Linked DNA regions of Mus musculus: all the other regions are linked to region 2. A link is a contact called in public Hi-C and HiChIP or PLAC-seq data. All regions are on one chromosome and are shown on one strand. Each heading gives the region's core, a stretch centred on a gene start, on an enhancer-like site or on the middle of the called end of the contact. The rest is flanking DNA. Distances are from core to core; before and after follow the strand shown. Region 1 has its middle 47 kb from the start of Gm52779. Region 2 has its middle 51 kb from the start of Lnx1. Region 3 has its middle 8.4 kb from the start of Gm52779.

Evidence for each region. HiChIP or PLAC-seq counts read pairs in DNA pulled down with a chosen protein or histone mark. Hi-C and Micro-C count contacts between places; a contact is called where the count stands out from the background.
Region 1: a contact with region 2 is called in a Hi-C map of embryonic fibroblasts, with 2.1 times the contacts expected there. The contact joins two enhancer-like sites. A contact is called at or near these places in 4 of 484 Hi-C or Micro-C datasets (embryonic fibroblasts, embryonic stem cells and trophoblast stem cells), 2 of 115 datasets of contacts at active chromatin or transcription factors (both in embryonic stem cells) and 1 of 9 other capture datasets (embryonic stem cells).
Region 3: a contact with region 2 is called in a CTCF HiChIP or PLAC-seq map of the NIH/3T3 cell line, with 7 read pairs. The contact joins two enhancer-like sites. A contact is called at or near these places in 1 of 15 datasets of contacts at CTCF or cohesin (the NIH/3T3 cell line) and 2 of 484 Hi-C or Micro-C datasets (adipose-derived mesenchymal stem cells and epiblasts).

The regions. Positions count from the first base shown.
Region 1 is chr5:74,895,565-74,898,939 of GRCm38.p6, forward strand. No RefSeq gene overlaps it. Among named protein-coding and RNA genes, the nearest start is that of Gm52779, 47 kb to the right of the region's middle. Within about 2 kb of position 1,732, at least 71 of the 459 cell types and tissues checked have an H3K27ac peak or open chromatin away from gene starts, as enhancers often do. A contact at or near this core is called in embryonic fibroblasts, where this site is marked.
Region 2 is chr5:74,752,051-74,755,629 of GRCm38.p6, forward strand. No RefSeq gene overlaps it. Among named protein-coding and RNA genes, the nearest start is that of Lnx1, 51 kb to the left of the region's middle. Within about 2 kb of position 1,846, at least 54 of the 459 cell types and tissues checked have an H3K27ac peak or open chromatin away from gene starts, as enhancers often do. A contact at or near this core is called in the NIH/3T3 cell line and embryonic fibroblasts, where this site is marked.
Region 3 is chr5:74,934,192-74,937,564 of GRCm38.p6, forward strand. No RefSeq gene overlaps it. Among named protein-coding and RNA genes, the nearest start is that of Gm52779, 8.4 kb to the right of the region's middle. Within about 2 kb of position 2,085, at least 56 of the 459 cell types and tissues checked have an H3K27ac peak or open chromatin away from gene starts, as enhancers often do. A contact at or near this core is called in the NIH/3T3 cell line, where this site is marked.

The sequences.
Region 1 (3,375 bases), core at 482-2,981, 140 kb after region 2:
GCCATCACAGTCACCTTCCCAAAACAAGTGACTGGTGTAAGATCACCTAGCTCCAGGTCTAATTAAGAATCCAGCCATTTTCAGGCGGCCTCAGTAGCTCTCATTTCTCTCTAATGAAAACTCTGCTTCCATTAGAATGCACTGTCAGGGCTCTGCAAGACCTGACCTTGCCCTTGCTCGGCTTCTCCTGCAACTTGTGCTGAGCAGCCTTAGCTTGGTCCTCTGTAGTTAGCTATCCAGAGCCCACACCACTCTTACATCAACCCCTTCTCTGACTAAATCCTTCCTATGGGATACGTAGACATCTAGGCTTCCAGGAAGCCCCCTTGGCTCTTCCAGGATGCTGCATTGTCTAGCCCTTGTTTGTCTTTTCTTAGCAATTCTATGATTTCCCAGAGCTCCCTGCTGGACTATGGAGCAAACCCTTGGGAGCAGACACTCCCTTTATTGGTTAACCTCGATCTCCTGCCCCAGAACCTTCAAGGTGTCGCACACTTGTTGGGTGAATGGGCCAGTTGGCGGCCATCCTCATTCTCATTATGTGTAGCAGCAGGATCCCATTGCCAGAGCCCCAAACCCCAATTCTTGTGCCTCCGACTCTCTAATGGATGCGCTATCACAACTGCAGTATCATTTTCTTTGCTGCTAAGACAGTATAGCCAACAAGATGCTACTGAGGGACAGAGAGTGAATTATAGACCATCGGTTGAGGGGATAAAGCCTTCATGGTGGGAGGCCCTGGCAGCAGGAGTGAGGGGCAGCTGGTCACATTGTGTTGTAGTCAGGAAGCAGAGAGCATAGGAGCTGGTGGGGCCAGACTACAGAATCCCAGTTCTGTTCCCAGTGGTCCACTTCCTTCAGCAAAGCTTCACCTCTGCACAAACTCAGATGGCACCAGCAGTTGGAGACCAAGCATTGAGCATTTCCCACCATAGCAATCTTACCACAGGGTCTGTCAAATTATCTCTCTCACTCTATGAGTATGTTCTGAGGAGGGGATCCCTCCGAGTGACAGTGAATCCAGAATGGCCTCACACAGCCTGCCCCTGTTGACCAGAGACCTGGATGTGACTCTATCTTTTATCCCCTTCTGAGTTTATGCCTGACTCTTCAGGCTGAGAACAACAAGGACAGAGTCAGAGAGGAAAGGGGACAGTGGGAGAGATGGTTCAATACAAATATAGTGACATATATGAACAAAATACCACAATTAAATAATCAGTTGGTATTTGACATTTTAATTTAAAAATTCCTTTAAAAAAAAAACAGCTCAACCAAGGCCTCAATATATCCTTACTTGCAAACTGGCTTCCAATTTCATAAATTCTTCATGCTTGGGCCTTTGAGAACAAGGTGTCCTTGATAGTTCTTAGTCTCATAGCATAATAAAAGAGAGACAAAAGAGAACACTTGGGAAGCTGAGGCAGGAGGATTATGAGGTTGAGGCCAGCCTGGACTCCATGCGAGACACTGTCCCTAAACAAAACACATGAAAGAAATACATATCTATCCACCCTCAGGCTTAACCACATGAGTGTTTCCACTGTGCTTTTACAAACCGAACTGAAATCTGACCCCTGCTACCAGATTCATATTCTAATAAAATAGCAAGGAGGGATTTCCCTAGAGCCATAGTGAATCAGCAGCATGTGTCAGACAGGACTGAGCTGCACCACCCTTCCTGACTGGAAAGCAAAGATGCAGACCAAGATTGTTCTTGGCTGCAGAAGGAGATGACTGGGTAGTTAACCGAGAAAAGCACCCGGAGGAGACAAAGCGCTTGAGATCAGGCGGTCTGCACTCCTAGGGGTCGGATAGGAGACTATGTCACCCCCGTGAAGACATGATACTGGTATTACTCAGATATTTCCAGGATCTGGGCTTTGTGGCGAAATGTGCTGACCTCGTTATAGAACACTGCCCTGAGAGAGAGCATTCCTTGGCATAATGAAGCTTTGAGTCATATTAAGGACGGGATCTCTCCATGACCTCTGCAACTCCTCCATTATGGAATTAGGAACTTTCACAGCACAGAGGGTGATTCAGGAATGAGACCCTCTATCCAGAACTACAGAGTGCTCGGTGACCACAGGCTTACCCTTTTTGTTTCTCAAGGCTATCCCAAACCCAGGAAAATGAACTATGTTTTACAACCACACACTGTCCAGCTGTCAAAACTCACTCTCTGGGTTGAAGATGTGGTTCAGCGGTTAAGAGCACTGACTGCTCTTCCAAAGGTCCTGAGTTCAATTCCCAGCAACCACACGGTGACACACAACCATCTGTAATGGGATCTGATGCCCTCTTCTGGGGTGTCCGAAGAGAGGAACAGTGTACTCGCATACATAAAATAATCTAAACAAAACAAGACAAAACACCTCAATCCATGCTCTCTGTGCCATAGACTACAAACTTGGGGGTATTGAGGAACAAGATATAGGAATGGCTCGTAGGAAATGCTTGCCCACGTGGTATAGAATTATTAGTCTATCAGTCTTAATAATGAGTAAGTGGGAAGGCCCCATCCTGGGTCCCAAGCTGGTGGCCCAGGTTGCTTTCCTAAATCACTTTAATCCCCTAAGGGTAGATTAGATTATGGACTTTTACAGCAGTGAGGGTGACTCGGGATGGGACTGTAAAGGACCCTCTGGTCCCCTAAGGAGTGATGGCACAGAACACATAGAAGATAGTGTGAGAGGGTTCATTTCTCTCTGATTCCTGGCTGCATATGTAACGTAGTCATCAAAGGCTTCATAACTTGGCTGTCATGTCTTCCCTGCTATGATGGTCTGTAAAACCCAAAAACACCAGCCAAATAAACTCCCCCTTCCTTAACTTCCTTCCGTGGGATATTAGGTCACAACAATGGAAAGGTAGTTACCACACCGAGGAGGGGACTCCAGTTTCTGTCTGTCTTCTCAAGCTGCAGAGCCTCCAAGGAAGGCAAATTGCTCATCTGTCACTTCTACATCCTTGTAGTTAATTACGTGTGGACTAAGTCTCTCTCTCTCTCTCTCTCTCTCTCTCTCTCTCTCTCTCTCTCTCTCTCTCTCTCTCTCTCTCTCCCTCCCTCCCTCCCTCCCTCTCTTCCTCCCTTCCCTAGGATAGAAGAGCTCAATGAAACCCCATTCACAAGTAGACAAAAACTTTATTAAAGAGTCTTCAGTAGTTATTAAGGTGCAGCAACCATAGGATCTTGCTCAGCAGACAAAGGCACTTAGTACCAAGACAGATGTCCTAAGTTGGATTCCCCTAACCCACATAATGAAAAGAGATAACTTCCACAAGTTGGCCTCTGACCTACACACACATTGTGCCATGTGAACATGTGTGTTCACTAAGTACATTATTCATATACTAAATAAATAATCTTAA
Region 2 (3,579 bases), core at 596-3,095:
GATAGAACATCTCACTGGCCTGGAGTTCACAATTAGGCTACACTGGCTGGCCAAGGAGTGCCAAAATCTGACCCATCTTCACCTTCCCAGAACTGGCATTACAGGAGTGTAGTACTAAGCTCAGAGTTTTTGTGGCAGTCCTGGTGATGAAACTCAGGTCCTTATGCCCATGATTGAGCAATCTACCAGCCTATTGCATTCTGTATCCATTTGCCTAATATATTTATAGTTTACCTTTCCACATCCATGTTTCTACCCACAGCTAGGTTTCTTTCATGAAGGCAGGAGCAGATTTTATTGAGTCTGGGTACGTAACAAGGCCTGAAATTTTAATCCAGTAAAGAGCCATGTGAATATGAAAAAAAAAAAAAACACACACACACACACTATTTCCTCTTAATTTGGGGCATTTAAGAAAACTGACTTTCTTTTAATTTTTAAATTGAACTCGTTCTTGGTATTATGAGCGGGGGATTATTTTGTTGGGTGGGCACTCGCTCCACAGCGTGATTGTGGCATTCAGAGGACTACCTTGTAGACTTGGTTTTCTATCGCCTCTGTGAGGTCTCCAGTGTCTGTACCTGTCAGGCTTGAAGGACAAAGGTCCTTGCTAAGCTATCTTGTCAGCCTGAGTTTCTTAAATATCTACAGAGGGGAATTTGATGTCCTCACTCAGACTCAGGCACTGACTTCCCAGGCAGACCAGGCAGTGAGCAAGCACCTGTGGCCTTAGAATCTATACCCTCCCCTCTCTCCCAAGCGTCCATTCTTCTCAAACAGTTGTGTCCTGGCCAGGGAAGGGTCAGGCAGAGCTCCGGAAGTGTCAGTTGAATCCATTTCTGACTTCCCATGTTAGATTTTGTAATTCATTCCTCATGAAGCCAACAGTCAAGAGAGAATATTGTACTGCTATAAAAATGTTCAGTGACTAGCTTTGGGAAAGCAAGCACCATTTAACTTTAGAACATCAACTTAAGGGGTGGGTGTGTGTGTTCCAAATTCTAATAACCAACATATTTGCCTTGAGTCACTCAGAACTAAAAAACCCTAAGCTGGGAGTTCATCTGTTTTCGGTTTTATATGAATTTGCAAAACTATGGTGACTCACCCACCCCGCCACACCCTCATAGTCTCCTCTGGAATCCTGGTTAGCATGTGTTAGACAATGCTGGGACACCAACTAGATTATTTATTCACACAGGGATTTTATTTATTTGCATTGAGGCAGAACCAGGAAACAACTTCCTGTCCATATTTGGAAGAGACTTCCTGTCTACTGGAAAAGGACTGGGTAAGTAGTATGGAACCGCTCTCCTTGGCTTTCCTTAGACTCCTGGGCTGTTCCTTGGGAAAGGAGAAATAATGGGAGAAGTGCCTGGTGCCATCAGGAGTCGTTGACCAATCTGGGGCTAGGATGCTGTCTAGAAAAGTAAGGTTCTCCTTCCCTCTGCCTCTCAGGTCTTATGCTGAGGCCTGGCAGGCACTGAAGGTGCTTGTGTAGTGCCTCTCCTCTCTCTCCTCTCTTTCTTCAAGGCAGAGTTTCTTTTTTTGCAACAGCCCCAACTGTCCCAAAGCTTGCTTTGTAGACCAGGCTGGTCTATCTCTTGAGTACTGGGATCAAAGGTGTGGCCATCACACCAGCCCCTTGTGCAGCCTCTAAGTGTCCTGGTTTAGGCAAGCTACACTGGTACAGGGATGCCAGGCCAGCTGAGACATGTTGTTCCTTTGCTTCCATCCCCCACCCCCATCACTCTTTGGTGGGTGGCTTAGTCAGGCAATTGTGGGTCTCATGGTCCATGAATCACTCACTATCCACTTGCCTCTTCAGAAAGCCAGCGAACCACCTAAGGCTCCTGGTTGGCTCTTCATTACGTTCCCACCAGAACCTCCTCTTCAAGGGTCATGGACTGGTAGTATACTTTACACCATTTATTTTCCTTGTCTGTCTGTCTGTCTTTGTTTATTTTTATTGAGTCAGATTCCCATCATGTAGCTCAGGCCTACAGCTCACTATGTACTCCACGCTGGCCACAAACTGGAGCTTATCCTGCCTCAGCCAACCACGTGCTGGGTGGCAGATGTGGGCCAGCAGGCCCTGCTGAAAGTGTTCCTTTCATAGCCAACTTCGGATATACCCATGTATAACTTGCTTGTCAAATAAATATCATACTGGAATCATAAAGATGGAAGTCATTGTTGGCCTTAGCTGAGAAAACTAGTGTCTCCCAGGTCCTAGATGTTTTGGGGAAACTTGGTCAAACTCTCTGAGGAATTTAATGGAACAGTTTCATCTTGAGTCACCTGGGTCAGAGCAGAGCTCCGCATCCTGTCTCTGGAGCTGGGGGTCTTGTTCCTTTCTTGGTGCTATTCTAATGGTATTTTGCTCTTAAAAAAAAAAAAGTATTCCATTCTTGTCACAGAAGGAAAGCAGACCTGGAAGGCCTAGGTGGTATCTAAGAGTCTCTGGAAAAGCTAGCAGTGGGAACACGCATCCTGCTCCCATCTCTTCCTCCTGCTTTCCGAGGGGGTCAAGTCTTGTTGCAGCCTCTGATCACACAGCCTTTCCCACTCTTTCTGTGTTTACAGGTTCCCACCTGATTCTCTCCTGAGTAGGATTCAGAGACTGCAGAGGGGAGGGAGAAAGTAAATTGAGTTATGACATGAAGAAAGTCCAGTTTTTAGAAGCAATGATTAAATTTAAAACCCCTCATTAAATTCCAAATTGCAGAAAGTTTGAGCCATCTGTGCAGGATGCTCAGGATGAGGTTGAGGCCAATCATCCCAAGACGTTTGTGTTTTGGTCTTTTTCACTGTTGCTGTTTTTGTTTTGCTCTCTGTAAGTTACAGACATTTCTCTTTGAAGGGGATTCACTTCTTTCTGGGCTCTGTGCAGGCAGGGCTGCAAGACTAAACTTGGCATATTCTGGGAGAGTGACAGAGAAGAGGCGCATCCCGGGCTCCATTCGACAAAGGCTACAGCTTCCACGACCTTGCTTCCAACTCTGGCAACATGACTGGCATTTACTAAAAGCAAGGAAAGCAGCAACGGTAGACATCCTGAATGAAAAGAACAGTGCACGGTGTCATAGAGGTCTTAGAAGGAGAAATTCATGATGCTATTTCAGGCTGTCGGAAAGCCGAGACACAACACCACCCCAAAACAAACAAACAAACACCCCAAAAGCCTTTAAACTTTTAATTTAAGAAGCTCTAGTCTATTGTTTTGATTAACTGATCAGATCAGTTCAAAACCACATTGTAATGAAAAGTGATATTTCCTAAACTGCTTCAGGCAGCTGGGTCCCATTTTGTGTTTTTGTGTTTTTGGTTTTTTTTTTTTTTTCCAAACAGGTTCTCCTTGTTCCAAACCAGCTGCAGCTGCATGTCCTAATTGTATGCCAGAACCCGCATGACTTTTAGGGGGAAACACTTTGGGGAAGGAATGCTGAAATCTCACTTTTTATAGTTGTTATTTGCTGTGATTGTCACATCCTGGCTATCCTTTACCTGAGTGATCATCTCTGGAAACGGAGACGGAGTGTGTCGTGACAAGAACAGGCAGGCCGGATGCCCTCAAAT
Region 3 (3,373 bases), core at 835-3,334, 180 kb after region 2:
GCTCTGCCATCCACAGAGATCCTGGTGCCTCTGCCTCCCAAGGACTGGGATTGAAGGCCTAGAACACCACATCTGTCAAAAGAAAAAATCTTAAAGGTAAGATTTAGTCTAATTCATGCTTTCAAAGTCCACCTCTTCAGGCCTGGAGAGAGGCAGACTATCATAATGATGGCGGGAGAGTTGTGTGGCAGAGAAGCCAGGAAGTAGAGAAAAACAGGAAGGGCCTGGAGCAAGACATAGCTTTCAAAGGTGTGCCTCCCTAGTGACCCACTTCTTCCAACTAAACCCCAGCACCCCAGACAGCTACCAACACAGTAATGAGCTAATCCACGGACATTAGTGCCCTTGTGATCCAATGACCTCTATGTAATGCCACCATCTGGTAACCAAGTCTTCAACTCAGGAGACTTTGAAGCCATTTTGTGTCCAAACCATGACAAGTCTATTTTCCTTTTTTTTTTTTTTTAAGTTTAAAAAAAATATTTTATGTTAATGGGTGTTTTCTTTTTCCCTGCATCTATGTCTGAACTACACATACGGCTGCTTCCCATAGAGGCCACAAGAGGTTGTCAGATCCGCTGGAACTGGAGTTACAGACAGCTGTGAGCCTCTGTGCAGGTTCTGAGAACCAAACCTGAGCCCTCTGAGAGCAGCAAGAGTTCTCAGCCACTGAGCCGTCTCTGCAGCTCTCCTTCCTTGTAGCATCCAACTGCCTTTGGTATTGTAGTCTATGGTGTAATCTACCTTAAGGGCGATTCTCTTTGGCTATACTCATCATATGTTCAGGATCTAACATAAAGACATGGCCAAGGATTTTCTGAACCCTCTTACAATTTTTAAAAAAAAAAAAACACATTTATACAGGTAATGGAAAGAAATGACTTTTTAATTAAAGATTTACTATTGTTATTTTTAATTGTGTGTATGGAAGGTCTGAGTGTGGATGTGTGCACCTAAGTGCAGGTGCTCAAGAGAGCCAGAGGAGCCAGAGGAGCCAGCTTCCCCCTGGAGTTACAAGTGGTTGTGAGCCTGTCACCATGGATACTGAGTACCAGACTCTAAAAGAACAGTATGTGCTCTTAACCACTGAGCCATCCTCTATAAACCCAGAATTTAAAAAAAAAAATTTACTTTCAGGCTAGGGAGATGGCTCAGTGGTTAAGAGCACTTGCTGCTCTTGCAGAGGTCCTGAGTTCAATTCCTAGCACGCACATGGTAGCTCAAAACCATTCACAACTTTAGTTCCAGGAGATCTCATGTCCTTTTCTGACCTCTTTCGACACCAAGTATACATGTGGTACATACATATACATGTGGGCAAAACATTCACTCATAAAATAAAAAGAATACTTTTTTAAGATGTCTTTCATTGCAAAGAATGATCTTGCCTGTAGTCAGAACTAGGCTGGACCACAAAGATAAGGAATGGACACCTCTCTGTGTATGCCTGCCACAGGTAAACTGCTTTAAGTCTCGTGGGCGTGCTTCAGATCCTCCTGTTCGTAGACCTCAATATATTTGAGAATCCTTCCATTTTCTCTTTAGGCAGAGTGAGTCACATTCCGCTGGTGCAGCGCTGACTCACTGGAGACCAGTTATGGAGAGGACATTTAGAAAAGGACCTTTTGGATTCAAAGTCTAGAGATGGATCATTTCCTGGTGCGTGTCAGCAGAAGAACTCACGCAGCTGGCCCTCTGAAAGGAATTCTTAAGTCCCAGCGCTCAGAGGAAACTGTGGAGTTAAGATTGTTTGTTCATGGCAGAATTGGCTCTAGAACCAGAAAGGTTAAATTATAAATCTTCGACAAAACACAAGTTTCTCTACATCATTTTCCTCTGGAACTAGATGAGAAACAGCTGGACGCTGGAATAGAAAAACCACTGGAAAGACTCAATGGTGGCCAGCAATGCTTGCTCTGGCCCTTCCTGCAGCCAATGCCCGATCCCAGACTCAGCTCAGCTGTCTGATTCCCCAGAATCTCTTCCAGAACATTCCACCTCTTGCTTCCTCCTGAGCACACCTCCCCATTCCTCATGGCACTCTGGCTACTGGGAAGTATCTTACTCACCTGTTTGTCATCACTATTCTTGCCACAGTGTGTCATGAGAGTAGCAGTCTCGCCTGGCTGTGTGTCACAGTCACATCCCACAGGGCAGGCACATGCAGGTGCTCAGCTGATGTGTTCCGACGGGCTCGCACATGACTGACTGACCACTGCATTCTGCAGTTTTCTCCTCACCATTTCTTGTGCAGCCAGAGGCAAGCTGATGAGATGCACAAGAATAGTTTGGCACCAGCCTGACTTCAAACTCCACTTGAGATACCTAGAAAGTCTAGCCGGCGCAGGCTTTTGTGAGTTCAGCATAGATGGCTTATTTTTCTCACATCTGTCTCCCTAGCCTTCAGAACTCTGCTTGGGATATAAAAGACACTCAACAAATGGATAGATCTTTACCAGTTACGTGTTAACCATTATTACTAACAACCTATCTCATCTAATCACCACTACAACAGAATGCTTGTACTGGCTGGATTTGTGTGTCAACTTGACACAAGCTGGAGTTATCATAGAGAAAGCAATTTCAGTTGGGGAAATGCCTCCATGAGATACAACTGTAAGGCCTTTTCTCAATTAGTGATCAAGGGGGGGAGGGCCCCTTGTGGGTGCTGCCATCCCTGGGCTGGTAGTCTTGGGTCTATAAGAGAGAAGCAAGCCAGGGGAAGCAAGCCAGTAAGTAACATCCCTCCATGGCCTCTGCATCAGCTCCTGCTTCCTGACCTGCTTGAGTTCCAGTCCTGACTTCCTTTGGTGATGAACAGCAGTATGGAAGTGTAAGCCGAATAAACCCTTTCCTCCCCAACTTGCTTCTTGGTCATGATGTTTGTGCAGGAATAGAAACCCTGACTATGACAGTGCTAAACTGTACGTCACATTTTATAGATGAGAAAAAGGAGCTTTGGAGTTCCCTTCAGTTCAAAAACAAAACAACAAAAACAAACCTCTCCAGGAAGAATGTTTGTAGGCAGGTCTGTCAGACACCAAGACCATAAAACAGTTGCCATCTCCCGGCCTCCCAAATGGCCCTAACACAAAGTCAAAAAGAGTTTTCTTTTTTTAAGGCGTTTAGTGGGATCAAAGCTGCATCCTACTATAATCCACTGAACCAAAATGTAACCTCATCACCACTGTACCCAGGCCAGGGCCTGGCACGGAGCGGGTGTTGATGAGCGTTAATAAGTAATTGATTGAAGAAAAGAACTAAGGGAGACAGGAGGGGAGTAGAAGGAAGGGTGGGAGAGAGATCTCTGGAGACCCTCGGGGAAAGGCCAGCAGTCATGGGCTTTCTGAGAGGGTGTTATGTCAGAAGCAGC